Regions from separate parts of the Mus musculus genome. Here all the other regions are linked to region 3. Evidence: chromatin contacts called from public HiChIP or PLAC-seq and Micro-C data. All regions are on one chromosome and are shown on one strand. Each heading gives the region's core, a stretch centred on a gene start, on an enhancer-like site or on the middle of the called end of the contact. The rest is flanking DNA. Distances are from core to core; before and after follow the strand shown.

Region 1 (4,819 bases), core at 1,167-3,666, 1.0 Mb after region 3:
CATGGTTCATTGGTAGAATATTTATCTAGCACGTGTGATGCTCTGGGTTCAATTCTGAGTTCTGAGAGGAAAGAGAGAAAGAAAAGACTAAGTTGTTTCTATCATGCCAGCAGCTCTTGGGAGGGAGATGCAGGAAGATCAGAATTTCAGAGATACCTTCAGCTACAAAGGGAGCTTGAGGCCAGTGTGTGGCATAAAATGCTGTGAGAATTTGCATGTCATATATCCCAGGGGCCATGCAAATCTTCTGGATATCTATGCAGTTTCAGTAATCTAAAAAAGAAAGTGTTAGAACATACCCCACGATGGATGTAAAAATTTCCCTTATACCCAGAAGTGTTGTTTTGTCAAATGATTTTGATTTTTTTTTTAAAAAAGTAAAGGCCACTCATGCTGTATCAGCATTAATAAACTTACACACATCTTTCCTCCCCACCAAAGACAGGGTTTCTCTGTGCAGCCCTGGCTGTCCTGAAACTCTGTCTGTAGAGCAAGCTAGGTCTGAAAAGGCCTGCCTCTGCCTCCCTGGTGCTGGAATCAAAGGTGAATGCCACTGTATCTCTACATCCCAGCATACAGGCATCTGTGTCTACAGAAACCTAAGAACTGGGAAGTTCGAAATCTTTAGGGGGGAAATCCTGGTGTTTCTGCCCTTCATGATTGGGTGAACAACAACCTGGATTGGGCTTTGGGAAGCAGTGAACAGACACCTTCCTCTTTTTTCCTTTCTCTATGTTTTCAAATGTGATAAAAATCAGAGGGGATGTTTGTGCTTCATGTCAGTTATTAACAATGTCTGTTGGGAGTGATACACAGTATACTACAGGCCTCCATTCTGGCTTTCATAGGCCCTTTCCCACAAAGTGACTCAAGTTCAAGTTTAGGCTTTGGCTGAGCCGGACTCAGCTCAAGGGGTTCGATTCTTTATTACAAACAAACTCTTGATGTAGAATAGAAAAGTTCAAATTTTCTGCCGGGGTGAGGGGAAACCTGAGAGAAAACTAGAAGACACAAAGGGATTTCATGTGAAAGTGATACAGGAAAGAAACAAAAAACAAAAAACAAACCAACTTTAAGGGCAGATTTGTGAAACAAGCCATTTGAATCTACAGCACAATAGGCCCCAACAGAGGGCCTCGGACAATTCTAGCAGTTGGGGTAGTTCACTCTCTCTCTCCTCCTCTTTAACTTCCAAGGAAATTTAAAGAGGCAGCTAGGGGGTCCTGAGCTTTCTAGTCCCTCAGTCCTGTGGAAGTGTGCTGGGGCCAGGGTTCGGTTCCTGGACTTTCCGGCCTAGAGAGCGGCACCAAAGAGCAGAAAGGCCCCCACACAGACCAAGCTCCTGCAATCTTGGGACCCAGGATCCCCACAGGTGGGGATGGCCACGAAACCAGCCTTGGCTCCCCCAGACTGCAGATTCCAGAAAAAGGGATACAATCTTGACCCCCCCTTCCCATTTGTGATGTTTCAACCTCTCCCTCTCTCCCTCTCCCTTTTTTCCTCTCTTCCTTTCTCCTCCCTCTCTGCCTACCCCCCCCCCCCCCGCCAGCCTTCCTTTTCCACACCGAGTCTATTCCTTCAAGTAAAGCCCCTGTACGCCTGTGTCTCTTGGTCTCTTTCTCCACCCTTAAACGGAAATCCAGACCCCCTTCCCAGACATTGGCTCTATTTCCCCTTCAGATCCGGACACTGCGTTCCCTGAGCCAAGCACTGCACGTTTTCAACGTTCCTTCGTGTCCCCCGCCCCTTGGCTCCGCCTCATCCCCATTGGGGCCTCCGGGCTTTCAGTGTTGTGACTAGGCAGGGTCCTTGGGGGACAGACCTGGAAGGCACTTGCCTGGGCGCAGTGTATTAGGGACAGAAAGGATATCTACAATGAGCTACGGTGGCTAGTACCCAGCCTCCAAGCACAGAGCTCCCTGACGCCTACAGTTCTCATTCCCATCTCAGAAGCATTCCCGGGTTCTCCTTTGAGGCAGCCCGAAGTGGCCTCCCAGCCCTTCCCCCGACTCCCCTCATCCCCAGGAGATGGACACTTTATTGGGAGAGCTTTTTATTCTCTCGTTAAACCTGCCAAAGCGCAGAAGACTGGGAGCCAGGAAGAGAGAGAGAGAGAGAGAGAGAGAGAGAGAGCGCAGGCAGAGACCCGAGACAGCAGGCAGAAGCAGAGACACATATAGAGACAGAGACACAGAACACATACAGATAAAGACAGAGACACACATACAAAAAGAAAAAGAGACAGGCGGAGAGGAAGAGAAGGGAAGAGAGGAGGCGGAGCCGGGCTCCCCGTCCCTTCTCCCCCTGCAATTTCTGCGGGAGGATTTTATGAGCCTCTCTCCCCCAGGCCACAGCCAATCAGCGCTCATGCCCGGGCTCTTGCGTCTCTTGCGTCAAGACGGCCCAGCCAGGCGAATGCAGGCGCCGTTCGAGCTGGGAGCGATTTAAAACGCTTAGGATTCCCTGGGCCTGGGTGGGGAGAGACAGCTTGCTGCCCCCTAGAACCCTCACCCTCGGCTCCCCATGAGCCGATCATTGGCTCCATGGAGCCCGGCAATTATGCCACCTTGGACGGGGCCAAGGATATCGAAGGCTTGCTGGGAGCTGGAGGGGGTCGGAATCTAGTCTCCCACTCCTCCCCACTGGCTAGCCATCCCGCGGCTCCAACGCTGATGCCAACTGTCAACTATGCCCCCCTGGATCTGCCAGGCTCTGCAGAGCCACCAAAGCAGTGCCACCCTTGTCCTGGGGTGCCTCAGGGGGCATCTCCAGCTCCTGTGCCTTATGGCTACTTTGGAGGCGGGTACTACTCTTGCCGAGTATCCAGGAGCTCCCTGAAACCCTGTGCCCAGACGGCCGCCCTGGCTACCTACCCTTCGGAAACTCCTGCACCTGGGGAGGAGTATCCCAGCCGTCCCACCGAGTTTGCCTTCTATCCGGGCTACCCGGGACCATACCAGCCTATGGCCAGTTACCTGGATGTGTCTGTGGTGCAGACCCTGGGAGCCCCCGGAGAGCCTCGCCACGATTCTCTGCTTCCCGTGGACAGTTACCAGCCCTGGGCCCTGGCCGGTGGCTGGAACAGCCAGATGTGTTGCCAAGGTGAACAGAACCCACCAGGTCCATTCTGGAAAGCAGCGTTTGCAGGTAAGTTCTACTCTGGCTCCCCTTGGCTCAGCATGGGCTACGCTGGCACTTGCTGGGAAGGAGGAAGAGGAGAGGAAGGGAAACTTCGGGCTGATGAGGAGGGGCCTAGGGTTCCTGGGTTATTTACTAGGACTGTGAGGGAGGGTCCAGGCAACAAGAGGGCCTCAGAGGGTCAGAATAAGGGGCCTCAGCAGGGTGCTAGCCTTCCTGACTTCTCCAGGAGGCTCTAGGACCAGTCTTTGAATATGTCGGGAGAACCTTGGATCTCTGCTGTTGATTGGGGGCAAAGAGTCCCTACCCAGCACAATCCCAGACTAATTCTGCCCAAAGGCCAAATGACATAATCCAGTGGTCTCGAGAGTGGCATTGAGAGGTGGGATCGGAGATATTGGGTGTTTCCTCGAGAATATAACCCTTTCCTTTTTTTAGGTCAATTTCGAAAGGAAAATTTAGGTTTTCTTTGACTGAGGGTGTATTGAAGGGTGTGTTCGTGAGTGTGCGTGTAAGTGTGTGTGCATGGTGTTTGTGTGTGTATGTGTGTGTTGGGTAGGGAACAGAACCCTGTTTTCTCATGTACATAATTTGCCAGTTTGGAGGAGTGGCTGAATCCGAACACGCATGTGAAAGTGGATTGTGTGATTGTGGACAAAAACCTGACAGGGTGGGTGTGTTTGCAGACTCCTGGTGTGAGGTCAGTGATGGTGGGGGTGGCCAGTAGGAGCAGAGGCTGAGTGAGTGGCTATCAGAGAATCAGGCAGAATCTAGGGCTGTGTGCTTTGAGGGAGCCGGGCCCACACATAGGATGATCAGGAAGCGCCTGCAGGATGACGTAGCCCTGAGGCGTGCAGGGCCTGGGTCTGCGCTTGATCTTGCGCTAGAGAGGGGACTAAGATGCCTTTTCTTCCCTCTCTTTTTCCACCACACAGAGCCCAGTGTCCAGCACCCTCCTCCCGACGGCTGTGCCTTCCGCCGAGGCCGCAAAAAACGCATTCCCTATAGCAAGGGGCAGTTGCGGGAGTTGGAGCGGGAGTATGCAGCCAACAAGTTTATCACTAAGGACAAGAGGCGCAAGATCTCGGCAGCCACCAGCCTCTCTGAACGCCAGATTACCATCTGGTTTCAGAACCGCCGGGTCAAGGAGAAGAAGGTTCTTGCCAAGGTCAAGACCAGCACTACCCCGTGAGCACCAGAGGGGATGGGCAGGGGAAGAGGGCTTGTCCTGGAGAACTGGGAGCCTGCCAGGGCCAGGACTGGCAGAGGACTCGGCTGAGGGACCCCAAGAGATGACACCTTTAGCAGGCTTCTGAGTTCTGGACTGTTCCTCGGGGCTATCCTGCATGTGCCGGGAGCGGGAGGCTCCTCCATCACGGTTCTGAAGAACCTGTATCAGTCATAATCATTCATCTGGACCGTGGTGATAATCTCATAACCAGTACTAGTTGTCATGATAATTAGCCTCATATTTTCTATCTAGAGCTCTGTTGAGCACTTAGAAATCGCTTTCATGAGTTGAGCTGATTGTGAATAAATTCGGAAGACGATCTTGTAGGACAGTTTCCTCTCAGATTCCTTTCCATGTACACTCAGTGTGCCCCCCTTCTAGTGGTGGAGGGGAGAGAGAATGGGGTGGGGGGACAAAGGTAGATTCATCCTTCTAAGGTGCCCATACCCA
Region 2 (4,828 bases), core at 371-2,870, 1.1 Mb after region 3:
GAAATATGGCGCTTCGCCCTCGTATTTCACACGTAATGACACGAGATGGCTTCATTTAGAAAGACAAGCGGGCGGGACTGTGTGTGTGCTCTCGGAGGTGATCCGCAGCCTTCCACTGGGCAGTAGGGGTACTGGCTAAAAACATATTGACCCCCAAGTTAGAACGGTTCCACTTTTTCTAAAAGAAGGGGAGGCTAAGGAGGGAGTCATGGCCCCCGGAGCAGTCTGCCTAATAACGGTCCAGACTCAGAGAATAGCCAAGAAATCTGTCTTTAAACCTAACCCGAGGAAACCAAGCCTGTCTAGGGGCCCGGCCTCCCAGAGCACCACACCGGGGGAGGCGCCTGCACCCAGGCAGAAGCTGTAGAGGCAAGAGCTGGGAGAGCCGCCAGGAAACCAGCCCGTGGCCTCGGGGGAGTCCCTGCGCAGGGCCGCAGATTAGCTGCTAATAAAATGCACTATTTGTAATCTCCACGAGAGGATTGTAGGCGAGAAGGCGGCGGGTGGGGGAAACGGACTGATGCCGGGGACTCCTCTGTACTTGCTACCGTCCTATGTCAGTATTTGGACCTTTTCCAGAGCGGCAATTCCGGGTGAAAAGCGCTAGAGTGCTGAGAATTTAGCTGGCCTCTTTCCCTTTTTGGATGGAAAGGAAGGTAACCCGGTGTTCCTTACTGTGCCGTTTGGGGAGTCTTCTTCCCCTTCTCCTTTAATCATTTCCCACATTAGCCCTCTCATCTGGACATTTTTAAGGGTCTCAGAGATTCCTGGATGAAGGACAAGAAATGACCATGGACCCAGCCTTTCACAAAGGCCCAAGAAAAATTTTAAGGAGTTAAACAAGACTGGTTAGTCTCCCGAAACTCTAGTTCCAGGGCCTGGTGTGTCTCTTTGGCCTTAGGCAGGCTATAATTTCAAGACAGATAATGATTCTTTGGACACTAGTCCCCTTTCGCCTCTCTCAGCTGCTAAAGGATCAAGGGAAGAGCCTAGTCACGTAAATCTCCCCAAATTGTGCCCTGAACCCCCTCCAAAGAGGATAACTGTCCTATAAAAGCCCCAACTTCTTTCTCATCCTTTTACTTCATCTCCTGTGGGTCGCTGTACTGCTGTTGTTTAATAAACATCTCTGTCAAGGGGACAGAGGACAGGAAATGAGGGCCCGCGGGGTGGAGGTGGAGGTGTTGGGGGGGGGCGACAAGACTACCTCCTCTTTAATTACCCTGTCGGGCCTCTCCCGCAGCTCTGAGGCTGGGGCGCTCTCCCTCCCTGTATGCTGGTCCTCCCCCCCCCCCCAATCTGCCTGGGGAGAGGGCTCCTCAGCCTGCGTCCCTCCTGAGGCAGCCCGCTGCTTGCCTCCGCCTCTCCTCCGCCCCCATCGCCCCATGTTGAGAACCCCCCTTCCTGTAAAAGCGGGAGGGGCCCGGGCGGCCCGGCAGCTCAGGCTGAGGTTACGTGGCCGCCGGAGCCCTGACGTGATAGCACATTGCATCAGCATAAAACAATCCATCCTGGATATGGAATGCGGTGAGGACGGATGACAGCGCGAGCGCAGCCCCCTCGCCCGATTGATTTATGTCGGAGCTGACGCTTTATCAGGCAGTCCGCAAAACTTTGACCAATCATTTTGCAAGGAGCTCCGAGCCGGGCTGCTCCACTGTACTTTGTTGGCTGAGAAGTTGAGCAGGGGGTGGGGGTGGGAGGGTGGGGGTCTGGGGGGGGTCGCGTCCGAAAGCCCTCTGCACCGGGTCCGTGTGCCACCTTTTCCCTGCTTGGGCGCCGCGGCGCGAGCGCTTCCCTTCCCCCTGCGAGCGCGCGGATAATGTCTGAGAATGTCCATTTCTGGGACGCTTAGCAGCTATTATGTCGACTCGATCATAAGTCACGAGAGCGAGGACGCGCCTCCAGCCAAGTTTCCTTCGGGCCAGTACGCGAACCCGCGGCAGCCGGGCCACGCCGAGCACCTGGACTTCCCCTCGTGCAGCTTCCAGCCCAAAGCGCCGGTGTTCGGCGCCTCCTGGGCGCCGCTGAGCCCGCACGCCTCGGGGAGCCTGCCGTCTGTCTACCACCCCTACCTGCAGCCCCAGGGCGCGCCGGCGGCCGAAAGCAGGTACCTCCGCACCTGGCTAGAGCCGGCGCCGCGCGCCGAGGCCGCCCCGGGGCAGGGCCAGGCGGCCGTGAAGGCGGAGCCGCTGCTGGGCGCGCCGGGGGAGCTGCTCAAACAGGGCACGCCCGAGTACAGTTTGGAAACTTCGGCGGGCAGGGAGGCTGTCCTGTCTAATCAAAGAGCTGGCTACGGGGACAATAAAATTTGCGAAGGAAGCGAGGACAAAGAGAGGCCGGATCAAAGTAAGTTATAAAAAAAAAAAAAAGTGAGGAAATCCCCCCCAGGCTGCAGGCCAGGCCCGGGGGAGGGGAGGGGAGAGGCCATAAAGCGGACAATGTAAAGGGACAGAGCGCCTGGGGCCGCAGGGCTAGAGTGGGTGGAGGGAAGAGGAAGGAAGGGGCTGGCAAAGCAAAAAGCTGGGTGTCCAGGAGGGGGACACTGAGGCTACCCCCCACTCCTCCTTGTGGCGCAGGGACTGAGACTCAGGGACCAAGTCTCTCTAGTCCTTCATTCTTCCCCAGGCTCGGGCTGGAAAAAGGGAGAGGGACCTGCGATAGAACTGTAGGAGGCCGGGCCGATGGCCAGCGCGGCCCGGAGCCCGCGCGGGCACGGGGCCGAAGAGCACTCGGCAGAGCCGCCTGCGCCACGCGCAGACCGTCCCTGCCGGCCAAGGGGAAGGGGGAGGGGGCTCATTAGGATTTTATTTGCGATGCAACAGCTTGGCGGAGGATTGTTCCTAGCAGATCTCACGCAGTAGCCGCGTCGGGTCGGCAGCAGGCGCCGGGAGGGGCGGGGGAAGCCCAGGATGCGGTGACGGAGCCCCCTCCCCGGTGCGCCGGCCCCTCCCCGGGAGCCTTCCCTCCGGGGGTCCCCCGCCCTTCTAGGGCATCCTCGACAGGACGGCCGTTTCTCCTCCTGCGGTTGCACGCTGATCTCCGCGGGGCTTCCGATCACTTAGGCCGGGCAGTTCACCTCTCCGAGAGTCTAGGCATCACTTGCTAAAGACAGGGCCTCCCTCTAGAATGGAGGAGAAGACACCCAAAGGGACCCCGGGGGAGGGAGGGGGAGGACTGCGCAGGGGCGGAGAACTCTACCCTTGGTGGAGAGTTTCTTACCACCTCCCACTCCTAAAAGCACCCTTGCTAAAATAAAACCCCAAGTGGAAACTGCTGCTGGCTGAGAGTAGAGGAGGCTTACTTTTAGGGGTTTGTTTTTAAGGATGGGGAAGACAAACTGGTTTGGGGCTCGCTCTTGGTCCCAAACAATACGGGACAAACTGACAGGTCAACTCCTCACCTCTTCCTCCTCTGGGCAAATAGTTTGGTCCTTGCTCGCCCTATTGGATGCCCCACCAACAGAGAGGCCAATGGGTCCTCTGGGGGCATGCTTGCCCTCTGAAAAGCAAGGAGAGACACTATTCCCCTGTGACCCTTGTGGTCCCCTCATACCTCCAACTTGCCAGGCTGAGTTATTAAGGAGCTCATATCCCCAAAACAGCTCCTCCCAAAGCTCCAGAAAACACCCAAACAGACCCCTCACCCCATGGCCCCAGACTAGGCCTGAGTTGCCCATCATTGCAAGGCAGCCATTTGGCTAGGCTCAATTATTAACAGTTTTTTTTTTTGTTTCCTCTTTCATATTTAATGAAAGAGGAAAAGGCTGCGGGTCCCATCCCAGACAATCACATTAAGGGAATAGCGCTGCAAATTGGCAGGACACGCTACTTAGTGTAGGATGAAGTGAATTTTAAAATATACATAGATATTCAGAGCTTTTCACTTGGGGGCTAAGCTGGTGGAGTGGATCTTGCTTGTAATTGGCTCTGCTTTGGGAGGCAGGTAACTTTTCTGAGTCCCGAGGTCTAAGGAGGGATGCTGGACAGAAAAAGAAAAAAAAACTGTATATGTTATTTGCTCTTTGTGCCCCTCTTCCACTCAATTACACCTTTCTCTGCCTCTCCATTGGGTCCGTTAAAAGGATTGGTATGCTGGGAAGGGCTTTCTGTCGTCCCCCCCGCCCCCCGCCCCCCCCACCTCATCTCTGCTTCTCTATCTTAGAGCTGTAGCAATTTTGCTTCCCAGTTTCCCTGAACTTGTGTTAACCAAACTGTGAGCTGAGTAGCAGAAAAGAAGAGGCTATTGCCACCATAAGTTATCTGGAAGCCCTGGGGCTCCCCGTCCACGGGCTGCAATTGATAAATGGTTGCAATTGGGTTGCTTGTGAGTCGGAGTGTGCAGGGTGTTCATGGCTGTAAATGCAGACTCTTATTTGTGGTGTGTGATGGGGAGGGCTGCTACCCAGACTCACATGTCTGCTGCTTAGGCCTAGGGCTGAAAAATGGCTTCCTAGGCAGGGTTCACTGGGACTGGACTGGAGCACCAGGAGATCTCTTGGCTATGGCTGAACAGAACTCCACTCCTTACCCATTTCTTTCCCCTTTCCCCTGAAACCTAGAGCCAAGGCACCCTTCAGGTCAGCCACCTTTAGCTGGTAGTGTGGTTCCAGCTATACTGAGCTCTTCTGACCTGGGTCCAGGTCTATTTGGATACAAATAGAGGAAGACTGAGATTCCTAGAGCAGTCAAAGCTTTGGAGATGCTTGGGTGGTTTGGCTGCATCTCCTCCAATGCACTGTTCCCTTGGAGCTGTCCATATTCACTCCTGGCCCAGTTAGAGATGCTTTCTGAGATCTTGGAGGCCTGGGTGTGTTTCTCCAATGCCA
Region 3 (4,646 bases), core at 598-3,097:
CGAGCAGAGCGCGAAGGAAGACAGCCTGGACTGCTGAACTCGCAGAGCAGATCACCTTCCAGGTGCCTTCCGGAACAGCTGCCTTTTTCCACACTAGTTTTGGCAAGTCACAACTGGATCTACCCCGGTCGGTCGCGATAACGGGTCCCCAGGGCCTCCGTGGAGGCGCGGCAGCCACACCCGCAGCCCCAAAGGGGTGTTGCTGAGGCTCTTTCTGAGCCAAATGCCTCCCTGGGACGGAGGTGCACCCGTAGTATGGGCGTAGGACACCCCAAGCCCTCTCTCGTACTCCAATCATTCATTCAAGAATGGGCGGCGGCCCGCATAATTTCAATAGCGAAATGCTACGGTATATTTTTTTTTTAAAGAATCTGTTTGTGAACATGGAGTCTCTGTTTTGTTTTATTTTATTTTATTTTTTCGTTGTATCCGGGTAAAGTACGTAATAGAAAGAATTCTTCAGTCCATTGTTCTTGGACCAAGCTAGGGAAGGCATATGGAAGACAGGTCCACCTTATTGCCAGACAGGTCTCCCAATAAGGACAGGTTCTTCCTCTCCAGTCCCAAAATGCACACTGTCTGTCCTCATGTGCACACACAGGACGGATAGCAGGTTGCCCGACTTGTCCTCAAACTCAGGACCCCCCTTGCCTTTACTTCCCCAGTGTATATTAGTATATCTAAAAAGAAGAGTCCAAGCGGTTCCTTTGTAGATCTGTATGCAAAACTCTGCCACTCAGACGGACTGTCCCTCCTCCAAGGAGACCCAGCAACCTAGCAGGCCCACCCCCACTCTGCTCCAGAAAGCTGTTAACTTTCTGGGGTCCTGAGAAGTTCCTAAAGTCCCCTTTCCTGGCTCCGTCCATTGAGGAAAGTGAACTTGCCCTGGTCCAGGAGCCTGGAAAAAAAAGTTGTGTCCTGGATCTATCTATATGCATTCCTTCTATCTCAGTTTCTCCAACCATAGAACAAGGAATGTGAGCCTCTATTCTAATGTGGTTTTGGTTGGGGGTGTATGTGTCATGAATTTATGCCAGAATGACCAGGGAAAAGGAGAGAAACATCTTGGTTTGGGGCTGATTATGTGAAGTCACATCACAGACTTGCGCATCTTCGAGGACTATGCCAAGAACAATTGGACCATTTTGATGTTCAAGGAGTCAGTGGGTCTATGGAGAGCATCCTCGTACTGCCAGCCAGGGTCTGTCAGTTGGGCTGTGCATAGGTCGGAGCTAGGAAGGCCAGCTGCTCCCCTGTCTTCACCGAAGCCTTCCAGTGGAGCTCAGATTTGCTGCAGGCAACCGAAGCTGGGTCTAATGTATCCCAAAGTTAAAGGTGGAGATGGTAAAGATGTCTTAGGCACAAGGCAGAGGAGGCCAGGGAAAGAGCTGGAGACTGGTAGACCAGCCTGTAAGTTTATTATTTGAGCAACAGTTGGTGGGGGTCTTATACCCAGATCCTGCAGGGTATAGGCACCTCCAGGAAAAGGGGGTGGGGCCCAGGAAAGGAGAAGGAACCCAGCCTAGTTGTCTACCTATCTCCAACTGGAAACTGATTTCTGTTTAGTAGTGTTTGATTTATATACTGGTTTCTGAGACCAGAACTCAAAAGGGATGATGTCGGAACGGAGTGAAGGATGAGGAGAATCACAGGGAAGGGGTTAGATCTCCACCTCTCCATCTGGATTAGGGCAAATTTCCGTTACACAGGTACTCACACAGCTCCACTGCTCCAGGGGGTGGGGTAGGGAGCCCTCCCGCCTGGCTTTTCAAAACTGCAAATCGAAACCAGGTCGAATTTAAAAAGGAGACCTAGATCAACTTGCCTCCGCTCCTCCCCCATCCTTCGCCCTCCCCCTACCGCAGATTCCTGGGTATCGGAGAGAGAAGCGTTTGAATCCCTCTAGTTGCGCGCAAGCAGAAGAACGCGAAATTTATGCAAAGACAACCCAGACCCCAGAGGTGAGGAGAGCCGCCGCGGTCACACTTACCTGCTTCGAGCTCCTGCGGGTGTTCAGCCGGCCTGTGAAAGGGCTGAGATGGCGCCACCAATTGTTGCTGGCGGGGCAGGTAGGAGTCTCCTGGGGTTGCCGGCCCAGGGTGGGAATAGGACCGGGGGTGGCCGTAGGACTGGGAGTAGGACAAATCGGGAGAAGCTGCGGTTCCCGGGGATAGTCCGAGCGGGTAAGCAGCCACTACCGACAGGGCGGGGGCGAGGTCCGGGAAGACAACGTTGGAGGCACCACGGTCAGGAAGGGGACAGGGTAAAGAGGTCATTGCGGCCGGTGCCGGGCCACAGGGCCTAGGTCATGGCCCGCACGCTGTCTACTCTTTCTGCCAGCTCCTTTCAAAGTCTCCAGCTCCAGCAAGCCACTCTTACACTTCAGATGCCTGGAAAAATGTCTCTCTGAGCCTCTTCCGGCAGAGAACTCGCACCCGGGAAAGGGTTTTTTGGGGTACCCCGTGGTTTTACCCTTCCCCATCTTTTCCTCTGGGTTCGGTTCCCGGGACCCCAGGGGTCCCCCGCCCACTTAGACACCCCGGATTGGCTATTCCTTGGTGACCTCAAGCTGAGCCCGCCCCCCACCCCTCGTGTTAGCGTGCACCGGGAAACGGGAGGGATGCGAGCTCCGGACCCCACATCCCTGCATCAACTCCGAGTTCCTGGGGAATCGGTAGAGTCAGGAAGTCTCAGTAACGATGTTCAAGGTGCTAGGAAATTGGGCCTGGGATGGCTAGGGGACGAGGGAAGCTGCGCGGTAACTAGAGACGCTTTGGAGACTCAGAACCTGTGTGCGCGTCGCGCGGGTCTGCATGGCCCCACGCTGCCAGGGCTCTGCGAGGGAGTGGAAAAAGCAGCTAGCCAGCGCCGGCCGCTTATTCAGCGCGTCGGAATGCGTAGCTGCAGAGCGATGGCAGTTTGTTGGTAAACAGACGCTGGGGCCTGGAGGGTGCCGCCTGGCGCCCAGCCTGCCCCGCACGCGCGTGGCGCGCACGCCCCCGCCGAGCGCCCAGAGCCTGGCACGCCGCGACCGCCGCCACTGCGCCTCACCACCCCCAATGCAAGCTTCCGCTTCCGGCAGGGGCCCCGGTTTAGTTGCGACACCACAGCTCCTGCAGGCCCTTGAGGCTGCTGGAGGGAATCTGCTGTCTGGGATTCGCCTGTACCGAGCCCCGCCTTTTCTGGCACTCTGCAAAATGTAGCCTCCCAGGAACTGGGGCAAAATCTGGGAGTGGGGATGAATCTAGTTTGATGGCTCCTGGGAGGGCACAGAAAATATGGCTAACTCCATTGTACTTCCAGACTGTGTTCGGGACCTGTCTCTTAGCAGGACAGGAGGCCTTAATGAACACCATGTATGCAAGCATCTGTTGCCACGTGCACAAAAATACATAGAGTCTTCATCCAACATATATTGTTACATACCAATATCCCTCTACGAAAAGAGGCTCATTTATGGACCGGCAAACACAGACTTTAAGGTGTGGTGTATATACAGCTGCATCCCCAACCATGGGCAACTCTTTGAATAAAAGCACAGGATTGAGGTGGATGAGATGGCTCAGCAGACAAGAGATGAAGAGCAATTAGGTTGCCACCAAGCCTGACCATCTGAGTTGGAGTCCCCAGGACCATATAATGGAAGAAAAAACAAACTCCCAAGAGCTAGTCTCTTGAGCTCCATATGTGGGCTCTGTTATGCATGGATCTTCACACATACGCATAACCCAAACATAAATAAATGTAATATTTTTATTTAAAACACATTGTGCTTACCTGGCACATATGCTTGTATATTACAAGTCAAATCACTAATTTTCCTTCTCAGAAATAAGGCTGTCCAAACGTGAACATATATGCTCATGTGTGGGCTACCCTTTCCCACACATCTAAGCTGCTTTGCAAAATGAGAGAGACAATTCTTTTGGTTTGGTTTGATTTTCTAAGACAGGATTTCTCTGTGTAGTGCTGGCTGTCCAGAACTCATTCTGTAGACCAGGCTGGCCTGGAACTCAGAGATCTGCCTCCTGCCTCCTGCCTCCTGCCTCCTGCCTCCTGCCTCCTGCCTCCTGCCTCCTGCCTCCTGCCTCCTGCCTCCTGCCTCCTGCCTCCTGCCTCCTGCCTCCTGCCTCCTGCCTCCTGCCTCCTGCCTCCTGCCTCCTGCCTCCCTCGCTGGGATTAAAGACAAAGGCAAACACCATCACTACCCAGCGTTATCTCCTATTCCAGAAGTCCTCACAGATTCCCTAGAAAACCTACACACTCGATCCCTCTGTTACACATGCCATCTTTATGCTTGCACACACGCGCGCGCGCACACACACACACCAGGGCTCAGAGTAAAAGTGGCAATCTTGGGGTGTTAGGTAGATGAAAGAGGACAGACAGCTATTAGAAGAAATGGCAAGGAGTGGATGAAGGCCCTGGTCTCAGAGCAGATGTAGGCCTTCTAAAATAGACAAAGTCTGGGGCTGGAGAGATAGCTCCATGGTTAAGAACACTGACTGCTTCTTCCTGTTCAATTCCCAGCGCCCACATGGAGGTTCACAACCATATGCCATTCCAGTTCCAGAAGATCTGAGAACCTCTTCTGGCCTCTCTGATCACCAGGCAGATGCATAGTACCCAGACAGAACACCCATACA

The links. Hi-C and Micro-C count contacts between places; a contact is called where the count stands out from the background. HiChIP or PLAC-seq counts read pairs in DNA pulled down with a chosen protein or histone mark.
Region 1: an H3K4me3 HiChIP or PLAC-seq map of embryonic forebrain shows a contact between it and region 3, with 5 times the contacts expected there. The contact joins the promoter of Hoxb13 here to the promoter of Dlx4os in region 3. A contact is called at or near these places in 6 of 39 promoter capture datasets (cranial neural crest, frontonasal cranial neural crest, hippocampal neurons and 3 more), 2 of 484 Hi-C or Micro-C datasets (cerebellum and cranial neural crest), 5 of 115 datasets of contacts at active chromatin or transcription factors (astrocytes, embryonic forebrain, embryonic hindbrain and 2 more) and 1 of 9 other capture datasets (liver).
Region 2: a contact with region 3 is called in a Micro-C map of embryonic stem cells, with 2.8 times the contacts expected there. The contact joins the promoter of Hoxb9 here to the promoter of Dlx4os in region 3. A contact is called at or near these places in 5 of 39 promoter capture datasets (cranial neural crest, hematopoietic stem and progenitor cells, liver and 2 more), 1 of 484 Hi-C or Micro-C datasets (embryonic stem cells) and 2 of 115 datasets of contacts at active chromatin or transcription factors (embryonic forebrain and embryonic midbrain).

The regions. Positions count from the first base shown.
Region 1 is chr11:96,191,900-96,196,718 of GRCm38.p6, forward strand. Hoxb13 (homeobox B13) reads left to right here and starts at 2,417. Exons shown (of 2, transcript NM_008267.4): 1 at 2,417-3,147; 2 at 4,074-4,711. The coding sequence starts at 2,544. The coding sequence ends at 4,330.
Region 2 is chr11:96,269,710-96,274,537 of GRCm38.p6, forward strand. It overlaps Hoxb9 (homeobox B9), which reads left to right and starts at 1,621. Exons shown (of 2, transcript NM_008270.2): 1 at 1,621-2,349. The coding sequence starts at 1,833.
Region 3 is chr11:95,143,206-95,147,851 of GRCm38.p6, forward strand. Dlx4os (distal-less homeobox 4, opposite strand) reads left to right here and starts at 1,848. Exons shown (of 3, transcript NR_040279.1): 1 at 1,848-2,069. Dlx4 (distal-less homeobox 4) reads right to left here and starts at 2,596. Exons shown (of 3, transcript NM_007867.4): 1 at 1,991-2,596. The coding sequence starts at 2,276.